2 separate regions of the Mus musculus genome follow, and region 2 is linked to region 1. The links are chromatin contacts, called in public HiChIP or PLAC-seq maps. All regions are on one chromosome and are shown on one strand. The core of a region is the stretch at or near the end of the contact, and the rest is flanking DNA. Distances in the headings are between cores, read along the strand shown.

Region 1 (6,852 bases), core at 2,102-4,601:
AAACAACTTGGGAAAGGATTTATTTCATCTTACAGGTTACAGTCTATCATGAATAGGAGCTAAGGCAGAAGTCAAGCAGGACTTGCTGCAGAGACCATGGAGGGATGATACTTGCTCCTTTGGCTCACTCAGATCAACACCACTGCTTTCTTCATGTCCCTGCATTCATGCATGCATACTCACGCTCAGCACACACACACACACACACACACACACACACACACACACACACACACATTTAAGAAATAGGAGAGAGAGAGGGAGAGGGAGAGAGAGAGAGAGAGAGAGAGAGAGAGAGTAGTTTTCAGCATCCACATCAGAGGGTTCAGAGTCATCTGTAACTATAGCTTCAGGGGCCCTGCAAGCATGTGGTATACACACACACACACACTATTTTAAAAGTTCCCCAATTCAGACAGTTGAGATGCAGAGTAGTTCCTGATTATACCAGGCTTGTGTCTGCATGCTGATTCATATGTTTTCTTTTCCTCTGTATTAAATATTAGGTCTCACAGGGATTTTTCTGTTACTTCTACCTCCTCGCCCCACTGTCCAATACTTCGTATGGGTTCTAAGTTTGATCCCAGCATTCGGTAGGTAGAGGCAGGTGGTCTCTGAGTTTGAGACCAACCTGGTCTACAGAGTGAGTCCCAAGACAGCCAGGGCTACACAGAGAAACCCTGTTTCAAAACAAAAACAAAAACAAAAAAACAACAATCAAAACCCCCAACAAACTGATAATTCTACCTCATCATTTTCACCCACCTTCTTCCAAAACCATTAAAGAAAACAAACCAAAACTGGTACTCTGTACTACGTAGCTCTGACTGGTCTAGAACTCAGAATGTAGACTAAGTTGGTTTCATACTCACAGAGATCAGCCTGCCTCTGCCTGCCTGGTGCTGGGATCAAAGGTGTGCAGTGCCACAGCTGGCTCTTCATTTTCCTGACAGTTCAGGGGCTAGTGCCCTTATGTGAGCTCCTTCTTTCTGAAGAAATAGCTGAATTTCAATTGAATGTCTTATGGCAAAATTCATATAACTGATGCCATAATCTGTCTATGCCCCCATCCCATATGTTCCAGTTTCATACACTGTATATATTCTCTACTATATCAGCCATTTCAGCTAAGTACACTGTAGCTGTCTTCAGACACACCAGAAGAGGGCGTCAGATCTTATTAAGGATTGTTGTGAGCCACCATGTGGTTGCTGGGATTTGAACTCATGACCTTTGGAAGAGCAGTCAGTGCTCTTACCTGCTGAGCCATCTCTTCAGCCCTTTGGATTTCTTATATGGCAGAAAAATAAACTTGTACCTTGTTTCAGGTTTGGACTTTTTTGGTTTTTTTGAGGGGGGGAGGGAGGAGGAACAAGATCTCACAACATAGTCCTAGCTGTCCTGGTATTCACTGAGTTGATCAGGATGCAGGATGGCCTCTTGAACTCACAGAGATCAGTTTGCTTGTGCTTACTGAGTGCCAAGTGCTGAGATTAAAGGCATAGGCTAGCATGTGTAGCTCTTTTGGAGTTTTTTGTTTGTTTGCTTGCTTTTTTTGGGGGGGGGCAAGGCTGGCCTCAAACAATCATATTGCAATCTCCCTTGCCTCAGCCTCTAGAAAGTTGGGATTAAAGATGTAAAGATATACAGTATCATTTTTGTTTGCTTATGTCCAAGAAGACCTAATCATAAACAATAATATTGTAATTGCCTTTTCTCAAGAGTAGCAAATACCTATCACATGAAAAATATCTAGAAATAAAATGTACTGATTGTACAGTATGGAGTTTGGCCAGTACAGTTAGGATCAGCTACAAATCAAATATGTCTGTAAAAGCCTGTAATTCCAACAAGTAGGAGGCAGAGGGAGGAAGATAGACTTTGAAGTAATATGGATTACATAGTGAGATTCTGTTTAAAAAAAAAAAAAAGCCAGGCATGGTTGCTTATAATCCCAGCACTCAACTAGCTTGAGGCAAAAGGATTGCTGTGAGCTTGAGGTCAGCGTGGGCTTCATAGTGAGTTCCAAGCCAGCCAAGCTATAGAGTGTGAGCCTCCACTGCAGTCTCTCACACTCCCTCAGGCACACTGCAAATGTGGAACAGGAAGGCAAGCACATCAGAATTTCAAAGCCATTCTTGGATACACAGAGTTCAAGACCAGTGTGTGTGCCACACAAAATCCTGTCTCTAAAAACTATTTAGTGAACTAGCTACGAAGCTAACTAAAAGCACACTGTGGACTGTGGCTTTAGATCCTTGGAAGAAAATAAAAGAGAAGTAAGTGGTTTTTTTTTTGAGAAAGAATAGAATAGGCTGGGAGGTTGTGGTGTTCACCTTTAATCCCAGCACTCCGGAGGCAGAGGCAGGCAAATCTTTGTGAGTTGGAGGTCAGCCTGGTCTACAGAACCAGTTCCAGGACAGCCAAGGGTACACAGAGAGAAGCCTTGTCTGGCAAAACAAAACCAAAGAATAAAAATTTAAAAACAAGGTACAGGAACTTTCCCTTCCCACATTAAGGTGTGCCATTTTCTCTTGGATATTCTTCTAAAGCTGACCTGGAGCATTCATAGCGATTGTTCTTCAGCTCTGAGGGGAAACCAAGAATAAAGTGGTAAAGTCATTTGTTCAACTGGGACAAGTAGTGTGAGAAGTCTCTAAGTGTACGGCAGTCGTTGAACTATTAAGACGAGCTTTATTCTGCTATGATTTATCTTCAATCAATGTGCTCACAAAAGGCTAATTCCTTTTTCACTTAAAACAAGGTCTTTGGTGGCGCATGCCTTTAATCCCAGCACTTGGGAAACCCTGTCTCGAAAACCACACACTCAAAAAACAAAACAAAAACCAAAACCTAGCCAAACCAACCAACCAACCAAAAAAAAAAAAAAAAAAAAAAAAAAAAACAAAAAAACAACAAAAAAAAAAAACCACCAAGGTCTCATATAGTCCAGTTTGGCCTTGTGCTTAACTGACTATGACTTTGAACTCCAAATCCTCATGCCTCCTTTCCTAAAATGCAGGGACTACGGGGGGAGGGTGTGGGGGACTTTTGGGATAGCATTGGAAATGTAATTGAGGAAAATACGTAATAAAAAAAAAAAGTACCAGGAAAAAAAAAAAAAAGCAGGGATTACAAGCGTGCTCCTGTCTCAAAAATTTAGTTCTCTAAATTACTTTAACACTCTGTCACCAACAGAAAATGGCAGAATCCCAGCCTACTCTACGCTATAGTTTAATGATCTGGATTTGTTTATTTATGCCTAGGAAGGCAGCCGGATTTGCAGCAGGAGCTGAGCAATGTTTCGGCACTCGGCTGCAGTGCCTTGAACGATTGCTGGGGCGCTCTTCCTTTGATGTCTGGGCGTTCGTGTGTTCGATGATCTTTTGCGGCGTCTTCTTGGTTGATGTCTCCGGAGCGGCGGCGGCTGTGCCAGGTCCTGGACTGAGTTATCCCGGAGGCCCCGGGCTCTGGCCGCTTTCTTCCGCTGGTCGGTCGAGCGGACCCCTCGCTTTCTTCGGCCTCTCCCCGCCTTCCGTCCGTGGCTCCGTGCGCTCGCTGGCTTTCGGGCCGAGCTCTCACTCTCCTCGCAGGTAGGCCCGGGAGGAGCCTGGGAGGCCCGGTCCCGCATCCTTCCGCCCAAGGCAGGAGGAGACCTTAGCGCCGGCCGGTGGGCGAGCGCGCGGCCCGCCGGGGTGCGCGTTGTGAAGGGGGTTGCGCCCGGGGGCGCGGCCGGAGGGCGGCCCGGAACTGAGCGAGAAGCCGGAAGGAGGGAGAGATGCTGAAGCTGCCGGCCGGGTTCCGTAGAGAGGGGATGTCGGGTCCTGGACGCGTGTCGTCACCCCTAGATTGTAGGAACTTGGCTTTCTTAGACCCTATTCCCTTTCTCCTTTCCTACAACTCCGGTTCCGGATGTCATGCTCAGTTGCACTGGGGACCCCTACTGAGTTCAGCCTCGGAGTGCCCTTTTGAGTAGGTGGAGGCTATTGAAACTAGGCCCTCCAGCTCCTAGGAACGAAATATCACTTATAGTCTTTTGGGGTAGGGAAACCGAGGCTGAGGTAGGGGACGTGACTTTTCCCTGTGACCTCGACAGATCATTAAATGTGCTGTAAGGTTCTTTTTTTTTTTTTTTTTTTTTTTTTTTTGTCTTTAACAGTTCACAATTCTCCCATTTTACTGGTCACTTTTTACTTAACAGTCTCTCATTTGACTTTTTGGAACTCTTCTTTCTTAGAAACATATATTGTGTTACTGGAGGCTTCAGACATTAAGGGAGCAAGTGATGTTTTTGACTGGGTTTGCTTTTTCGAAGTTTGTATCGTTTTAGCAAAAGTAGTAAGGATAGTTTAGTTTTGTTTACTCATAAATAATTTGTTTACTTCCACTTTACTTCTGATTAATACTGATTCCACTCTTCAGCTTGTTCTGAAACTTTCTGCTATGGTGTTAAGTACTTAGTGCAAGATGGAAGATGCTTAAGATGGTTAAGACTTTGAATTCAGGTTCTTGTCTTGTGGAGGTCTTTTCTAGGAGGGAATCCAAGGAATCTCTTTTGAAACTTTTTTTTATTTGGTTAGTGATTTAGTCATTTTATTCAAGAGTTCAAAAGTCTGTGTAGAAATTATTCAAACATAATTGAAGATGAATCATTTGTGAACTTTACTGTTTCTCTCTTTTTTTTTTAAAGATTTATTTATTATATGTAAGTATACTGTAGCTGTCTTCAGGCACACCAGAAGAGGGTGTCAGATCTCATTACTGGTGGTTGTGAGCCACCATGTGGTTGCTGGGATTTGAACTCAGGACCTTTGTAAGAGCAGTCAGTGCTCTTACCCGCTGACCCATCTCGCCAGCCCTCTCTTTTCTTTTTCAAGGCCTTAAGGTCTAAGTGTTTTTGTTAATTTCATTTAATCAAATGTCTTGATCCTAAAAAAAAGTCTTGGAGGTTGTTTGATGTTGGGTAAGTTTCCACACTATATAGAAGTCATAGGAGAGTTGATTTTAAGGGTGTATAGATTGTGAAAATCAGTTTCTGCACAGTTTTAAGATGCTTCAGGCCGGGCGTGGTGGCGCACGCCTGTAATCCCAGCACTTGGGAGGCAGAGGCAGGCGGATTTCTGAGTTCAAGGCCAGCCTGGTCTACAAAGTGAGTTCCAGGACAGCCAGGGATATACAGAGAAACCCTGTCTCGAAAAAAAAAAGAAAAAAAGAAAAAAGATGCTTCAGGAACTTTAGAAAGATGATAGAATTTTACATTGTTTCTCTAATTTTTCCTTTAATGTATGTGTAAGGTCAGTGAGGTTTATTATTATTTCTCGCCTTTAGAAGTGCTGGGAATTTTGAACCCAAGGTCACACGCACGTGCTCTTCCACAGAGCTACATCCCTACCCCTGAGATCAGTAATACTTAAATGAAGGTGATTGATGGAATGATTGATTGTGTGTCTGTGTGTCTGTCTGCACATGGGCATGCCATGCATGCATATGGATGTCAGAGGACAATTTCCAGGAGTCATTTCTCTCTGGCACACGGTTCCCAAGTGAATTCAGGTCATCTGGCTTGATAGTAATCTGAGCCATTTTGTTTTTTTTTTTTTGTTTGGTTTTTGTTTTTTTTTAGACAGGGTTTCTCTGAGTAGCCCTGGCTGTCCTGGAACTCACTCTGTAGACCAGGCTGGCCTCGAACTCAGAAATCCACCTGCCTCTGCCTCCCAAGTGCTGGGATTAAAGGTGTAAGCCACCACTGCCTGGCTACTTGATTCATTTTTGTATGCTTTTTTTTGTTTGTGTGTTGCTGTTTTTGAGGCAGGATCCCTTATATTCCAGGCTAGCTTCATTGACTGTGCAGCTGAGGACGGCCTGAGCTCTTTGATCCTCCTGCCTCCACCTCAGTTACTGGATTACCAGTGTGAACCACTGCTTGACAATTACTGAAGTCAATTTGGGCTGTTTCCTGGGATTTCAGAAATGTTCACATTATGACTGAGTTATTCTGTATTTTCATAAGATGGTTCTTGTGGATAATTAAGAGATATAAGCTGCCTGGTGTTGGTGGTTCACACCTTTAATTCCTGCACTTGGGAGGCAGAGGCAGGCGGATTTCTGAGTTCGAGGCTGAGAAACCCTCTCAGAAAAAAAAAAAGAAAGAAAGAAAGAAAGAAAGAAAGAAAGAAAAAAAGAGATATAAGCTTCAAATAGCTGTGGCAGTACATACTTTAAATTCCAACACTCCAGAGAGACTGAGGCAGGAAGATTGTAAGTTCTAGGTCAGCCTGAGTTAACATCCTGAGACTTCCTCAAGAAACAACAACAGAAACCAACAACAGAGACAAGAAAGACGAAAGCTTCTGAATGTGTTCTGGAATGTGGCCTGGACCAGAGTTACTGAAATAAACTGCTTTCTTTTTTTTAACTAAAAGAGAAAATGCTTTTTCTTTTTTAATGTTTTTTTTTTTTTAAAGACTTTTCATTTATTATTATAGTAAGTACACTGTAGCTATCCTCAGACACACCAGAAGAGGGAGTCAGAGCCCGCTACAGATGGTTGTGAGCCACCATGTGGTCGCTGGGACCCGAACTCTGGACCTTTGGAAGAGCAGTCGGGTGCTCCCACCCACTGAGCCATCTCACCAGCCCCCCTTTTTTAATGTTTATTTATTTTATGTGCATTGGTGTTTTACCTGCATTTATGACTGTGTCAGTGTTAGATTCCCTGAAACTGGAGTTGCAGACAGTTGTGAGAATTGAACAACCAGGTCCTCTGGAAGAGCAGCTAGTACTCTTAACCACTCAGCCATTTCTCCAGCCCTGAAAACCTTATGTGGTTTTTTTTTTTTTTTTTTTTTTTGG
Region 2 (6,852 bases), core at 2,170-4,669, 43 kb after region 1:
CAAGTGTAGCAGCTTTATGAAGGGAAACCTGAATCTGTGTGGCAGCATTCTGATTTACCATTTAAATGGGCTCTTAGATGTTGAACAGATACTTATTTAGTGTAGCTGCTAAATGTGATGTGAGCCTGGATGTTTTTCAAAACTGGAACCATGGCCTGAGGATGTAGCCCAGGTTAATAGAATAGCTTGTCTTGCATGAATGAAGCTTAGAGTTGGATCCCTAGTATCACATATGGTGAGTGTGTTGGTGCACACCTGTAATGCCAATGCTGAGATGGTAAAGGCAGAAGAGTCAAAAGTTAAAGGTCTTCTGTAACCAGCTGTTGACTTGTAAGCTAGCCTGAGGTATATAAGACCCTGCTTAAAAAAAAAAAAAGGAAAAAAGAAAAAAAATGAAATCTCCTTTTTTCTTGTTGACTTGTAAGCTAGCCTGAGGTATATAAGACCCTGCTTTAAAAAAAAGGAAAAAAGAAAAAAAGAAAAAAAAAGAAATCTCCTTTTTTCTATTTAATATTCATTTATTTTTATTTATATTAATACACTGTAGCTGACTTCAGACACAAGAAGAGGACATCAGATCCTATTACTGATGGTTGTGAGCCACAATGTGGTTGCTGGGAATTGAACTCAGGACCTCTGGAAGAGCAGTTACTGCTTTTAACTGCTGAGCCATCTCTCCAGCTCTGAAATCTGTTTCTTAACGCATTAGGAAACAACATAAAGTCTTATTTTATTGTCTTTAAAAGTTTTTTGAAAGACTAGGTAGGTGTGTAGCATTCAGGAATCTGAGGCAGAACATTTGTGAGTGTGAAGATGACCTGGATTGCATAGATAAACTGTCTTTAGAAGAGAGTGGGAGGTGGAGAAAATAGAGAGTTTTAAAAGTATGAAGGGGTAGTCAATTTTCATTTCTCAGTTAACATGATCTTTGTCTCTTATTCTTTTGTATTTCAGCCTGGTGAGATTTGATCCACTTGGACACTACTTACTTACAGCTATTGTTAACCCTTCTAATCAGCAGGTAAGAGTCTAACAGTCCAACTCTAGCTGAATTGGGAGGTATTTTCTAAACTAGCACTCTAATTTTGATTATTATTATTTCTTTATTATTAAATATCTATTATGTATTATAATAATGAATTTATTATTACTAAAATGCAATTCTGATTATATTTTAGTTCTTAACATTTCTGTAATTCTTTTCCATCAAGATTTTAATTAATTTCTGATGATATTGAAAGTTACAGACATAATTTTCACATGAGTCAATTTTTTAACCTTTGTGAATAAATCATGATAAACAAGCCTTGTCAGAGCTGCAGAAATGACTCAGGTGTTAAAAGTTGTGTACAGGACCTGAGTTCAGTTTTCAGTCCCTTCTGTTGGGCTACTTACACCTGCTCATAACTCTAGCTCCAAGGAATCCAATGCCTTTTTCTGGCCAGTTCTCAGTGTTTAGATGTGTGTGGCATATACCCACACAAAGGCCCACACGTATCCATAAACAAACAAACAAACAAACAAACAGACTATAATTTTAAAAAACATATGTGGGAATTTTGCCTGATTGTGTGTCTGTGTAATGTGTTTATGTAGTGACCACAGAGGCCAGAAGATTAGATTTCTTAGAACTGGTGTTACAGGCAATTGTAACCACCATGTGGATTCTGGGAACCAAACCCAGGTCCTCTGCAAAAGCAACAAGTGTTTTAACCACTGAGCCATCTCTCTGGCTTCTAAAAATAAATCTTAAAAAGAAAGAAGTAGCCAGAGGCTGGAGAAATGGCTCAGCAGTTAAGAGCACTTGATGTTTTTGCAGAGGACCTGGTTTGAATGCCAGCACTCAATGTAGCAGTTCCCAGCCATTTGAATTCCAGTTCTAGGTATCTGATTGCTTCTGCTGACCTCCATAGACACCATACATGTATGTGATGCACATAAATACATACAGGCAAAAACACTCAGACGTAAAGTACAAATAAATCTAAAATAAAAAGGAAATAACTTGTCTTCATCATGCTTATCACTCGTATGCCCCTGGCTGGTTGCTTTTGTTTCCCTTACTGCTTCTATGTCACAGAGATGCCTTTTTTAAATAATTGTTTTGCCAGCTGTACCCATTTAGATATGTTGCCAATTGGAAATGAATAATTTAATACCATATGGTGGTTTTGAATCTGAAGCCAGTTTTCATTACCTTATGGGGAGAGAGGTTTTACTTATCCATGGAGGTGGTTCTTCTTGGATGATTATCAGTCAACTTTAAGTTTCTCTTGATTTGTTTGGCGGTTCTATCTGTTGTGCTCTACTCTGTCCTGCTGGTCCATGTTGCAGGGTGATGACGAACCAGAAATCCCTATAGATGGAACAGAGTTATCTCATTACCGTCAACGTGCCCTCCTGCAATCACAGCCAGTTCGCCGGACACCTCTCCTCCACAATTTCCTGCACATGCTGTCCTCCCGTTCCTCTGGCATCCAGGTGGGAGAGCAAAGCACAGTACAAGATTCTGCTACCCCCTCACCCCCACCGCCTCCCCCTCAGCCCTCCACGGAGCGTCCCAGGACTTCCGCTTACATCAGACTCCGACAGCGGGTCAGTTACCCCACCACAGTTGAGTGCTGCCAGCACCCTGGGATCCTGTGCCTTTGCAGCCGCTGTGCTGGCACTCGAGTTCCTTCCCTCTTGCCACACCAGGACAGTGTCCCCCCTGCTTCTGCCAGAGCTACTACCCCTTCCTTTTCTTTTGTACAGACCGAGCCCTTCCATCCCCCGGAGCAGGCTTCATCAACGCAGCAGGACCAGGGCCTCCTGAACCGGCCGTCTGCCTTCAGTACAGTCCAGAGCAGCACTGCGGGCAACACGCTCCGCAACCTCAGTCTGGGTCCTACCCGGCGCTCTTTGGGGGGCCCTTTGTCTAGCCACCCTTCTAGGTATCACAGAGAACTAGCCCCTGGGCTGACAGGTTCTGAGTGGACCCGGACAGTACTCACTCTGAACTCTCGTTCTGAGGTAGAATCTATGCCCCCACCGAGGACCAGTGCCTCCTCAGTGAGTTTGCTTTCTGTACTGAGACAGCAGGAAGGTGGCTCTCAGGCATCTGTGTATACTTCAGCCACAGAAGGGAGGGGTTTTCCATCATCAGGGTTGGCAACTGAGTCAGATGGAGGGAATGGTTCCAGCCAAAACAACTCAGGCAGCATTCGCCATGAGCTTCAATGTGACCTGAGACGCTTCTTTTTGGAGTATGACAGGCTGCAGGAGCTGGATCAGAGCCTGAGTGGGGAAACTCCCCAGACCCAACAGGCCCAGGAAATGCTCAACAATAATATTGAATCTGAGAGACCAGGTCCTTCCCACCTGCCTACCCCACACAGCAGTGAGAACAACTCCAACCTGTCTCGGGGCCACCTTAATCGATGCCGTGCTTGCCATAATCTTCTAACCTTCAACAATGATACCCTTCGTTGGGAAAGAACCACACCTAACTACTCATCTGGTGAGGCTAGCTCTTCCTGGCACGTCTCCACTACCTTTGAGGGCATGCCACCAAGTGGCAACCAGCTACCACCTCTTGAGCGGACTGAGGGCCAAATGCCTAGCTCCAGCAGGCTGGAGTTGAGCAGCTCTGCTAGTTCACAAGAGGAGAGGACTGTGGGGGTGGCCTTTAACCAGGAGACAGGCCACTGGGAACGCATTTATACCCAGTCCAGCAGATCTGGAACTGTATCACAGGAGGCCTTACATCAAGATATGCCTGAAGAAAGCTCTGAGGAAGACTCCCTCAGGAGGTAAGCTGCTGCTGGCCTGTGCTCTGCCTCCCCGCCTCTTCTCCTTAATGCCCATCGTCCTTCAGTCTTAGCAGGGTTGTGGCTTATATAAAGCCTCTGGGACCCATGCATCTGGTTCTGATCTTGCATTTTTTGGGGAAATCTTTCTTTGATGGCAGAGATAGCATCAGGCCTAGTGCTGTGAGTTAACTGTTGTACTAGTTTATTTTTGTCTAAGCCCAAAGCTCTGGTTTTAGCCTTAAAAGGGAAATGTTGATTGGGTTAAAGAAGCATGAGGAGATATAATCATTGGGGTTTTTTTTTTTTTGCCTTGACTTTTGACTTTGAAATATCATAGATATAGGACTACTTGTTGAGATAAGACTGTGTTCCAAAGGACTATTTATAGTGAGAATTTTTAAAAAGACCTACAGTGGGGACAGATATTTTGTTCAGCATTTTGTGCTAGATATTTTTTGAATATATATATTTTTTAACAACTCTAGTTCAATTAATAGGTGAAGAATTCCATAGGAAAGTGTTTTGCTTTTTTTGCTTTTTTTTTTTTTTTTTTTTTTTTTTTTTTAATTTACCAAACTTGTGTTTTTCGATAGTCTCTGGGCTACTCATCTAGGGTGTTTGTTTGTTTGTTTGTTTGTTGGGTTTGGTTTAGTTTTGATGGTGGTAGAAATTAAACTCAAAGCCTGTATCACACCCAAAATTCTTTGAATGGATCTTCCAGGTTAATATTATCTTGGGATGGGAGAAAAGAATTCATGGAAGCAAGGCCTCTCCGCACAAGAATTGTCATCGGAGAGAGCTCTCATGAGGGAAACAGAGTAGGATAATAAACTACCCAACACGTGTTCCATGAATGGCTATGTGCACTGCTATCTTGATTTATTAGGGGCTTCTTTCAGTGATTATGTAAAGGTCAAATCTAGCATAATCACCAATTCCCAGAATACTGGAGCCAAACAGCATATTGCTGTACATTATATCCTCTGCTGAGCAACTGAAATTTTTCTGACATAAGCTAGGGTGGGAATATAGATTGTGCACATCGTGTACTTGTTATTTTTGGAGGATGCTTTCGTCAGTCATTTAGTCAATAAACACTAGTGGAATGGTTATAGTTTTTCCAGCACTGTGCTAGGCATTGTGCCCACTGGAATATACACTTTTACTATGGAGGCAAGACATATTTACATGAAATCTGTCATAAGTGTAGACGATCTAGTACTACTTTTTTTTTTTTTAAATCACATCTGGGAGCTGGAGAGATGGCTCAGCTGTTTAGAGCACTGACTGCTCTTCTGAAGGTTCTGAGTTCAAATCCTAGCAACCACATGGTGGCTCACAACCATCCGTAATGAGATCTAGTGCCCTCTTCTGGTGTGTCTAAAGATAGCTAGAGTGTAGTTACATATAATAATAAATAAATCTTTTTTTAAAAAATCATATCTATATTTATTGTGTACATTGGGGTGGTGGTGTATGTGCCATGACATTTGTATAAGAGGTCAGACGGTAGTTTTCAGAAATTGACTATCTTTTAATGCCCTGTAAAAATCCTGGGATCATCAGGTCATCAGGTATGGTGGCCAGCACTTTTAACCTGCTTAGCCTTCTTACCATCTCCAAGCTGGTGCTTCTTTGTGTACTTCTGATACTAAAATAGAGACTAAGCAAAAAACCAACAAAAAAATTAGTTTGATTTTTAATAAAAGGGAGCTATTACCCAAAAAAGTTATATAATGTTCAGTAATGAAATGTTGGTAAGACTTGGAAAAGGAAAGACCTTTTTCTTTTAGGGTAATAGCACATTCTCAAGGAGAAAATATATAATGCATGCAGAATAGTGGACTGAACGTCAGAAATAGACAGAGTAATTGGGTTGTTTCTGTGCCTGAATGAATGAAGCCAGTTCTCGGGAACAGCTCTGAATTCCTTGCTTGGAATATTTACCTTTGCTTAAGGGCCCACATCAGGAGCCTGGGACTCTGTTCTTCTGCATCCAGCAGAGTACCTGGCATGTTGTTGGCACTCAGAATTTATTAAAGGCAGTCAAGAGAAGGGTTATCTTCAACTACTGGAGCTTATCATTTTGCGCCTCCAAAATAACTGAGCCTTTAGTCAGCACTTGCCCATCTTTAATAGTACTTCTCATGTGGTGTCCTTCTGAGTAATGCCCAAATGGCTTAAAATAAACCCTGTATACAGAGCATTAGAGATACCAGTTAATGAGAGCTCACTGTGTAATGTGTCATATTCTCACTTTGAGGTGATTGGAAGCAGGGGATAGGACATCCTGGGTGACATAATTTCTGATTTATTTATTTATCTATTTTTTTGATTTTCTTTTTCTTTTTAAAGATTTATTTATTTATTTTATGTAAGTACACTGTAGCTGTCTTCAGACACTCCAGAAGAGGGAGTCAGATCTTGTTACGGATGGTTGTGAGCCACCATGTGGTTGCTGGGATTTGAACTCCGAACCTTCAGAAGAACAGTCAGGTGCTCTTACCCACTGAGCCATCTCACCAGACCTAATTTCTGATTTCTACAACAGCTCTGTGCACTATAGGCATTACATTTCATACCCTGCAGTTAAGAAAAGTGAGTCCCTTAGAGCAGTCAGAATTTCTTTTAAAGGTACAGGAGGATAGGAGCTTGGGAGATGGCTCCGTGGCTAAGAACACATAAGTGAGTGTGGGGACTTGAGTACAAATTCCAAGCGCTACATATGGCACCTATGCCACTGACCGCATCATGATTTTAGGGGGCTTGCTGACCAGCCTAGCTGAAACTGAGGTCCTAGTCCATTGAGAACCCTGTTTCAAAGGACTAAGGTAGAAAGCAGTAGGGCAGGGCTTGGAATGTGCTCATCTGCCTTCTGGGTGTGGACACATGCACCCACATGAGTATGAATGTACCTACATTCCAAACAAACAAACAAACAAACAAGCAAACAAACAAATTTATTTATTTATTTCATTTTTAAACGTAATTTTTTTCTTTGGTTATTGATGTTTTGGAGACAGAATCTCACTGTCCTGATAACCGTAGTTTTAATTGACAT

What was found. HiChIP or PLAC-seq counts read pairs in DNA pulled down with a chosen protein or histone mark.
Region 2: an H3K4me3 HiChIP or PLAC-seq map of the SCID.adh cell line shows a contact between it and region 1, with 16 read pairs. The contact joins the enhancer-like site here to the promoter of Ambra1 in region 1. A contact is called at or near these places in 4 of 39 promoter capture datasets (3T3-L1-derived adipocytes, HPC-7-derived erythroid cells, embryonic stem cells and 1 more), 6 of 484 Hi-C or Micro-C datasets (cerebellum, cortical neurons, cumulus cells and 3 more), 5 of 115 datasets of contacts at active chromatin or transcription factors (the SCID.adh cell line, cardiomyocytes and embryonic stem cells) and 3 of 9 other capture datasets (adipose tissue, liver and pancreatic islet).

Annotation. Positions count from the first base shown.
Region 1 is chr2:91,726,787-91,733,638 of GRCm38.p6, forward strand. Ambra1 (autophagy/beclin 1 regulator 1) reads left to right here and starts at 3,352. Exons shown (of 18, transcript NM_172669.3): 1 at 3,352-3,593.
Region 2 is chr2:91,769,957-91,776,808 of GRCm38.p6, forward strand. It overlaps Ambra1 (autophagy/beclin 1 regulator 1), which reads left to right. Exons shown (of 18, transcript NM_172669.3): 6 at 955-1,021; 7 at 2,335-3,791. Among named protein-coding and RNA genes, the nearest start is that of Ambra1, 43 kb to the left of the region's middle. Within about 2 kb of position 3,420, at least 25 of the 459 cell types and tissues checked have an H3K27ac peak or open chromatin away from gene starts, as enhancers often do. A contact at or near this core is called in the SCID.adh cell line, where this site is marked.